Regions from separate parts of the Danio rerio genome. Here region 2 is linked to region 1. Evidence: chromatin contacts called from public Micro-C data. All regions are on one chromosome and are shown on one strand. The core of a region is the stretch at or near the end of the contact, and the rest is flanking DNA. Distances in the headings are between cores, read along the strand shown. Region 1 has its middle 12 kb from the start of rps24. Region 2 has its middle 77 kb from the start of rps24.

What was found. Hi-C and Micro-C count contacts between places; a contact is called where the count stands out from the background.
Region 2: a Micro-C map of caudal fin shows a contact between it and region 1, with 3 times the contacts expected there. The contact joins two enhancer-like sites. A contact is called at or near these places in 3 of 18 Hi-C or Micro-C datasets (caudal fin, embryo and hematopoietic stem cells).

What each region holds. Positions count from the first base shown.
Region 1 is chr13:33,631,191-33,635,925 of GRCz12tu, reverse strand. No RefSeq gene overlaps it. Among named protein-coding and RNA genes, the nearest start is that of rps24, 12 kb to the right of the region's middle. Within about 2 kb of position 1,890, at least 39 of the 62 cell types and tissues checked have an H3K27ac peak or open chromatin away from gene starts, as enhancers often do. A contact at or near this core is called in caudal fin, where this site is marked.
Region 2 is chr13:33,696,154-33,700,888 of GRCz12tu, reverse strand. No RefSeq gene overlaps it. Among named protein-coding and RNA genes, the nearest start is that of rps24, 77 kb to the right of the region's middle. Within about 2 kb of position 2,203, at least 10 of the 62 cell types and tissues checked have an H3K27ac peak or open chromatin away from gene starts, as enhancers often do. A contact at or near this core is called in caudal fin, where this site is marked.

The sequences.
Region 1 (4,735 bases), core at 641-3,140:
ACATCACCTTCCTGTGTTTGTTTCAAATTACGTGACATCAACCGAACGGTGGAGTTTGGTCAAACACGCCCCGGCCCGAAACAAATCGCATGGATCAAGCATGCCGTTGTTAATATTAGGAGGAAAATACATTCTTTTTCTTTTCGGCTTAGTCTCATTAGTTTTATTAATCCGAGGTCGCCACTGCGGTATGAACCACCAACTTATCCAGCACATGTTTTACGCAGCGGATGCCCTTCCAGCTGCAACCCATCTCTGGGAAACATCCACACACACTCACTCACACACACACACACTACAGACAATTTAGCCTACCCAATTCACCTGTACCGCATATCTTTGGACTGTGGGGGAAACCGAAGTACCCGGAGGAAACCCACGCGAACGCAGGGAGAACATTCAAACTCCACACAGAAACGCCAGCTGACCCAACCGAGGCTCGAACCAACATTAGGAAAAAAAAGAAATATGTTTATGCTTTTTTGGAGTCAAACACTTTAGACAACACTTGAACAAAATTTAGGACCTTGTGAAAACATGATTTAGAGTTTTTAACACCTTTTAAGGTACCTTCTCATTTTTGATTTATCAACTTTTAATACTTTAAGACCCCGTGGACACCCTGTAATGTAAAATTAACAATCAAAAGTTATGACTTTTACATTGTTGCAAAAATATTTCATTCAAAGCTATGGTGTTGTTTTTTGTAGTTCACTTAATTTTAAGAAGACAGACTAAAGGCATTAAAATAAAATTTCTATCATCATTTACTTACCCTCCACTTATTCCATTTTTTGAGTTGGTTTTATCTGCTGAACACTAAAGAACATATTAAATGCTATTCAAAACCATAAACCACTAAGTTTAGTGGTATTTTTCAAAATTCTGGAAGTGTACTTACTTCATTCTTTAAAATATCTCCATTTTAGGTCAACAAAGTGAAACCACGTCACTCTCCAGGCTTCTGTTTTGGATTAACTATGCTTTAAAGTTTACCATGAGGCCTAACTACCTTTCACTGTGCACCTCAAGATGACTGATCATATATTAAGAAAATACCCAACAGATATCCTACCTGTAGTTATGTATCTGAAAAAGCAAGCGAAAGATCACAAGCCGACGAACAGTAAATGTTTCTGTAACTGAAAATACAGTACAAGAAAGTCAAGGAGACCTCATGTTTTGTTCTTCATACCGCACAGAGACAGACATCAAGGACGCCTCAACTCAATCGACCTACTTAAGAGTTGGTCAAAGTAAAGTATGTCATAAGCTCAGTTTTACTTCAGAGAGAGAGAAAGAGAGGGAGAGCGAGAAAGGGAAAAAACAAGCTTGTTAAATTCAGGCAATAAAAAAAATCAGACATCACACTTGTACTATAATGGTGTTGTTCAATGAAGTTCTCCTGAGGTTGAGCAATACCTGTACCTCTTTATACCTTAAAGAGAGCAATCTGCATGCATCCTTTGTCAGCAAAGACCCATGTTTCTATGCAAATCTCTTTAAAAGGTCGTGGTCAATGTGATGACGGTGCTAAAAAGAAACATTTTGCTGACCACTTGCTTTTAAGCAGGTTAAACAGCAGCCAGTGAAGGAGAATTTCTGCACTTTCCAACGAAACCACGACAAACTCAACGCTCGAGCGCGTGAAGATCAACAACGCGCGCAAGGAAAAACACGCCGCACACACAAAGAAACATGGAAGAACATGAGATGGAGAAATAATTCAACGCGATATTAATTATATATCGTTCACAGACGTGACATTCATTTAGAAAAAGCAAACTGGCAGACGCCAGGTTCGCGGACGAGGAGAAGCGGGAGTGTTTTGACATATTAAATGACTGCAGACAGTGGTGCGCGGCCGCTCTGCATTCAGCCCACGTTTCCGGAAGATTCTAAGCGCGCTCCTGTGGCTCTGCCTGACCCACCGCCAGCCCTCCTCAGATCACATTCAAAGTGATTGTGCTGCTCAATATTTCATTGACATCAGCCTCAAAGATTGTTGCTACAGTGACACCAGAGATAATTATTTTTACCACAGTCTTTTTTTGAGATGTTTTACCCCCTCCTCTGCCTGGCTCCAGCCATTCCTGTGGAGAATTGTTCTGCATAAATCAGCTGGTGGAATATTGAATCAGCCTCACCACAGGGAATGTGTTTTTGTGTGTGGTATGTGTGACTGATTATTGCAAAGAGTCAAGGCGCTAAAACAAGGCAAACGGCGCCGCTTAGTGGCAGATCTGAGGCATTTATAGAGACAGAGATTGTTGATGCAATAAAGAACGTACAAAGATACAATTTTAGCAGAGACAAAAAGGTTTAAATAAATAAAATGCCAGCAAATTAAACAAGTTTAAATGATTTAAACCAAGAAAGAATTTAGATACAATATAAATATTAGAGTCTTAAGTCTTTTTTATTAATCTGGGGTTGCCACAACGAAATTAACCGCCAATTTATCCAGCATATGTTTTATGCAGCGGATGCCTTTACAGCTGCAACCCAGCACTGGGAAACATCCATAACCACTCATTCACACAAATACACTACACACAATTTAGCTTACCCAATTCACCTATAGCACATGTCTTTTGAACCGGAGCACTGAACGGAAAAAAGTAAGGGTGTTCCTGTGAAAATTTACATTTATGCATGTAAAATGTATCCAGAAAAAGCAATAAATTAATATTAAATTCACAATGAGAAGGGTTTAAGTTCAGAGAGTAACCAAACGATACAATTTTTGGGGATATACAAAAGTTTGGAAATAAAAATTATTTAATTAAATTGGAAAAATCAACCCAAAACACTTTACATTATGTACACTTCCAAAAACTTTATTTAGTGTTTCGTCATATTGAGTACAAAATGAGTATTCAGGGAAAATATCGTTATTAAATTTAGCTAGTTTGGTATCTATTGGGTAGCAATTAGGAATTATTTTGATTGAGACTTCGACAGCTTTAGAAGATAAAGACAATGTTTTTCCAAAGAAGCCAAAACTGTTCCCAATGTCATTAAATATATGATTCCACACCCCTATGCAAGCAGGTAAAGAGATCTGAGAACTTTTAATAACGAAGCAAATATCTTTGTTTGACATACAACTAAGAAGAGTTTTGGTGTTGTCAAAAATCAAACATTCTAAAGAACCTTTATGGCCAGATTTGACTAAAGGTATAACACTCAACCAGGGATTGCACCAAAAACAATGACATATTCCTTAGGGGAACTGGAAAAGTAAACTGATGCATAAATTCTTCACTTGAGACAGCACAGTCATCTCAGAGCTGACTAACTAAAAGCATTTTTTTTAAATTAGTGATTAAATTAGTATTTTTATTAAATGTTAAATTTTTATTTAAAATAGTATTAGTATATTTTAAATTAGTGAAATAAAACTGTATATGTGAAAGGGTATCAATTTATTGAGAGTGTAGGCCAAGGCTGCCCAAACTTTTTTGTATGAAGGGCCAAAAATCAAATATCATTGAGAGCCTTGGGTTGATAAATATACAGTTGCTATGGGCAGTTTCCTCATTTATTTCATAATATATATATATTTACATATATATATATATATATATATATATATATATATATATATATATATATATATATATATATATATATATATATATATATATATATATATAGAAAACCTCACTTTGAATCGTATTAACTAATGCAGTGTAACTTTTTAACTGTAACTTACTGCACTAAAAGCATAAACAATCATTTTTAACACAAGGGAGTTCAATGCTGAATACACCAGTCAAGCAGATCCTTGATTTGCCCACCAAAGTCTCTGCATTGTCCCCTATCCGTCAAGTCACAGTATGTACATTTTAAACTGAACTACAGCATTTAAATTGAAACAATTTATTTCAATATATATATATATATATATATATATATATATATATATATATATATATATATATATATATATATATATATATATATATATATTGTAGCCTAACAATAAAACAAACAAATAAAAGGTTACATTAAATCTGAAATGGCAATCTCTAAACCATCCACATCATTCCCCCCTCTTCTCAGATGGGATGGAGGGCCAAATCAAAAGTTACCATGGGGCAACTTTGGCCCGCGGGCCCTAGTTTGGGCATCGCTGGGGGAGGACTTTTAAGCACCCCAAAATGAACATTTCCAGCTTGTTTTCTGAAGCAGAATAATAAAGAGTTCTAGCTGAACACAGTCCTTGGTGATTCATAAAATGCAGTTAAGTGGCTTAAAGGTGGAACGATGTGTACACATAAAACAAAATGAATATCTGTGGCTCCTTATGGTATACTAAAGCAGGCCTTTTACTATAGTAGTCAACATTTGAAGTGGTTATCAAAGTTGTCGTAAAACTATTGAACAACACCTATTATTGTCTTAGGGCAATTTTTTTAATTGATTTTGATTTATTCAAATGTTGATCAGTATTGTAGCTGGGGAAACAATTCAAAATTGTGGGAAGTTGTCCTGGGTAATATATTTCATAGTTAATATACTCACCGGCCATTTTATTATGTACACCTTAAAAGTACCCGGTGTGGTATTCTGCTGCTGGAGCCCATCCGCCTTAAGGTTGGACGTGTTGTGCATTCAGAGGTGCTCTTCTGCATGCCTCGGTTGTAATAAGTGGTTATTTGAGTTACAGTTGCCTTTCTATCAGCATGACCCAGTCTGGCCATTCTCCTCTGACATCAACAAAGCATTT
Region 2 (4,735 bases), core at 954-3,453, 65 kb before region 1:
AATCTAAATATTAATGTTAGTCTTACCTCAGGGTACCATCCTCAATCCAACGGCCAAACTGAACGTATGAATCAAGAAGTCATTCGATTTCTACGTTCCTACTGTCATCAGCAACAGCACGACTGGAGTCGCTATCTGATGTGGGCAGAATATGCACAAAATTCATTAATAAAGCCAGCCACGGGTATTACGCCATTCAAATGTATTCTTGGCTACCAACCACCCCTGTTTCCATGGTCCGGAGAACCCACTGAGTTACCTGCTGTCACGGATTGGCTGCAGCGGAGTGAGGATGTCTGGAACCAGGCTCACAGACATCTCATGAGGGCAGTCAGGAGGAGAGAGATTCAGGCGAACCGTCACCGACGCCAGGGACCCACGTATCAACCGGGGCAGTGGGTGTGGTTGTCGACACGAGACCTTCGTCTGAGATTGCCCTGCCGCAAACTCAGTCCCAGGTATGTAGGGCCATTCAAAATTGTACGCCAGATTACTCCAGTGTCTTTTCACTTAGCCTTGCCTAATCATTATCGTATTTCTCCTACTTTCCACATGTCATTACTCAAACCCGCTGGTGGTCCACGAGAGGAGGCGGTTGAGGAGGAATCGGAAACCAGGACCCCTCCACCTGTCATGATCGAGGGCGAGGAAGCTTACCTCGTTCGAGAAGTGCTGGACTCTCGACGTCGGGGTGGCGCCCTCCAATATCTGGTGGACTGGGAAGGGTACGGTCCAGAGGAACGGTCCTGGGTGAATGCTAGAGATATTCTAGACCCAACTCTCACGGAAGAGTTTCATCAAAGGTTCCCAGAGAAACCAGCCCCCCGACAGCGCGGTAGACCCCGGCGTCAGGTGCCTTCTCGCTTCAGGAGCCGCTCGCAGGAGGGGGGTTCTGTTGTAAATGAGGGCGATGCCAACCCTCTTGTGCACCACCAGAGGGAACCATCGCCAGAATTCTGATTCGACTCACGGACTCAAAATCCCATAAGCCCTGCTACCTGGCACTGATTACGGTCCAGGTGCAACTCATCAGCTCTCGTGTATATATACCACACTCACGCTCCGGTTCGTTGCGAAGTCTTGATTTGCCTGGCTGTCATTTCTGAGCGTTCCATACTCCCTGCTTCGGACTGATCTGTGTTTCTGACCCTGTGCTTGTTCTACGATTACGAAAGACATCTGCCTGCCTCTGATCTCCAGCCTGTTATTCTGACCAGTAAGATATCTGCCTGCCTTTGAACTTGTGCCTGTCCCACGGTCTGTCTCCTGGATTGCCCCTTTGTGTTTGTTTGTATGTGTGCTCTTAATAAAGCTTGCAAATGGATTCAATGCCTTCTGACTCATCACAACAGTATGTTAGAAACCGGTAAACCGAATATGTTAGAAACCGATACTATGAACAATGATGATACAAATATGATACTAGTACAAATACTATGAATGTCAATATTTACCGGTTTCCAACAATTTTCAAAATAACTTATTTAGATTTTAAAAGAAAAAAGGAACTAAAACAGGCTGTGAAAAGTAAAGGATGAGTATATGATGATTGTCAGTTTTGGGTGAACTATCCGTTTATGTAACATCATTGTTCACCTTTAACAGAAGATGTTTTCTTTTCTTCAAGATAGCAATAATCAAATGATAGCGCTAGTGATCTAAACAATTTTATATTGATCCACATAACCTTTTTAAGTCTATTGATTGTTGGTTCTTAAATCAGACATTCTCTAACCTCTCAGAGGCACGGCGTTTTGACATTGAAAGCTTTTCTAACAAACCTTGACATTCATCTTTTACATTTCACTTTAAATCATTGATGTTGGTAATTGCTAGCCAATACACAACAAATGATCCCATGTTTGGATTACACAATGTTGAAGTGAAAATAAAGTTGGCATTTAAATGTGTTCACTGCGTGTTGCATAAACGCAGCATCCCTTACATCACTTGATCATGCAATAAGTGCATTAGGACTTTCAATTGCTGCATAAAACGCAGTCCGGGGCTGCATTGCGGGGGAAATGAGCCTCCTTCTCAGGAAATAAATGAAGCCCTTGTGTGAGAATGACCAGCATTTTCTCAGAGCCTTTAGATGTGTATCGTATTACTGGAGAACTGGCATGAGCAGACAGGTTGAGACTGAGAAATACCTTCCTGTTCATGACATCATGTAGCAGAGAACTTCAGAGGGCAAGGGCTTGAGTTTAGGCATGCAGTATCTGTATTTGTGATTCATAAGGGAAATGAGAGGAGGGCCGCGGGCTATGTATACATGCTACTTTGATTTTGGATTTCCATCTCTCCCTGTGGTCGCTGAGGCAGGGTGACACTGGATGGAAATGTTTGATGCAATAGTCTCTCGCTGTTTTATTCCCTCTGCTCAAACATTTGAATAAAATGACCATGGCTATTTGAATAAATGGAATGTGTAGTACAACTCTGATTCTTAGGAAAAACTGCTCAGTTGTTACAAAGTGTTACCTTATTGTATCTGTACTGTATTGTATCTCCAAGTAAGCCAATACTTCCTCCAGTACCCCTTAAAAAGGAAGCATGATGTCCCTGATCACAATACATTGCAGGAATACACCTGACAAATTGTCTGCATGCGTGAGTGTGTATTTGAACTGATCTGGCCACACCTACAGCTGGAAGTTAATGTGGAATTTGAAAAGGAATGGCAAGCCACACTAATATGCATGTCTGTAGGCAACATTTCAGTCTATATACAGTTTGTAAACTGTTAATGCACTTCATATATATATATATATATATATATATATATATATATATATATATATATATATATATATATATATATATATATATATATACACACAGTTGAAGTCAGAATTATTAGCCTCCCTGTTTATTTTTTCCCCAAGTTTTTTTCAACACATTTCTAAACATAATAGTTTTAATAACATATATCTAATAGCTGATTTATTTTATCTTTGCCATGATGACAGTAAATAATATTTGACTAGATATTTTCCAAGACACTTCTATACAGCTTAAAATGACGTTTAAAGGCTTAACTTGGTTAATTAGGTTAACTATAGGCAGGTTAGGGTAATTAGGCAAGTTATTGTATAATGATGGTTTGTTGTGTAGACTATCAAGAAAAAAATATTTAGCTTAAAGGGGCTAATAATTTTGACCCTAAATGAATTTTTAAAAATTTATTCTAGCCAAAATAAAACAATTAAGACTTTCTCCGAAACAAAAAATATTATCCGACATTGATCAGTGAACATTTCCTTGCTCTGTTAAACATTATAAAAATTCTGATTCAACTTTATAAGACCATTAGGAATGAAATTTAAGACTTATGAAGGGCTAAACACCAAGGATTTTTTCTAATGGGTCGGTTACTTCTGTAAATAGTTTTTGTGTTATTGGAAGATCATGTAAAGGGATGTGTTGCTTTAGTTTTCTTTCCCTGCTTAGGGAATTTATTTTAGAGAATTTGCTGTAAATTTAATCTAACAGATCTAACAAATGTTGTAAATTGTATCTCTTTGCAATAAAAACTTGGACATAGGAAAATTAAGACCTGTTTAACATGATTTAAGACCTACAACACAATATTAAAGTGAATTTAAGACTTTTTAAGGTTTACGCATTTTAAATATTAAATGCAGATTTATAATATCATTGTATATAAAAAAAATTTGAAGAGTTCTTATTTTAATAATTAATTTATGATTTGAGTAAAATGTGTTATTCTAGAAACTACCGATGACATTTCTTTACATTTAAAAAAAAATGCTGTCATTTATAGCTTTTTGTGCATAAAATATCAAAAAGATGCTATGTTTTTACACATCACAACACTAATGTTTTAACTTCAGAAAAGTTACAAAATAAATATTTGCATATTTGAATACAGTTTGAATATCTGAAGAGTTTCATTCACAACAATTGAACACATCTGTTAATGTGACAAACTGCTCTTTTTTGGGAAAACGTAAAATTTGAAAGAAATGTTAGCCACCTTTTATAAAGGAAAACTTTTAACACAATTTTAACATTTTATTCAAACCCATACTGAAACCAATTAATCCAGAGACACAAATGTTCCTATTTTCAAATTATATTTCAATGTTATTGTTTATAAGTGTATATTTGCAAAGATATATACATTTTTAAAGATACAGAACATTTTTATTGTGATGTCCAAAATAAATATAAACATGTCTTAAACCATGACATCGTTTTGATATTTTATGCACAAAAAGCTATAAATGATGGCATTTTCTATTTTAAATCGGGAAGAAATGTCATCAGTAGCTTATAGAATAAACCATTTTATTCAATCAAATTTTACATTCTGTCTTGACAAAGTTTTCTTGTATAATTGAAAAACAGTTTCAACCCCACTTCAAATTCAACTCAAGCTCATTTCCATTCAAAAGAATATCTCAATTCCAATCTGAATTACAGCCAACACTAAAACGGAACTTAAACAAATTCTGACTTGTTTCTGAACACGCCAAAGGCCTCAACAACGATGGAAAAGTTCAACCAACATCAATATAACTTGATAAAACAAACGCGATAACCTTGAGACAGAAGTCCTGGACTCTGCCTTGTGAGTCCAGGCATGTTTCACAAGCACAACAAGTGGGCGCTTCAATTGGGCAATTAGAAGACGAGTGGCATGAAAACATGCTAATGAAGTTAATCCTTCAAAGCAGTGATGGCTCTCAGGCACTGATGACAGGGATGC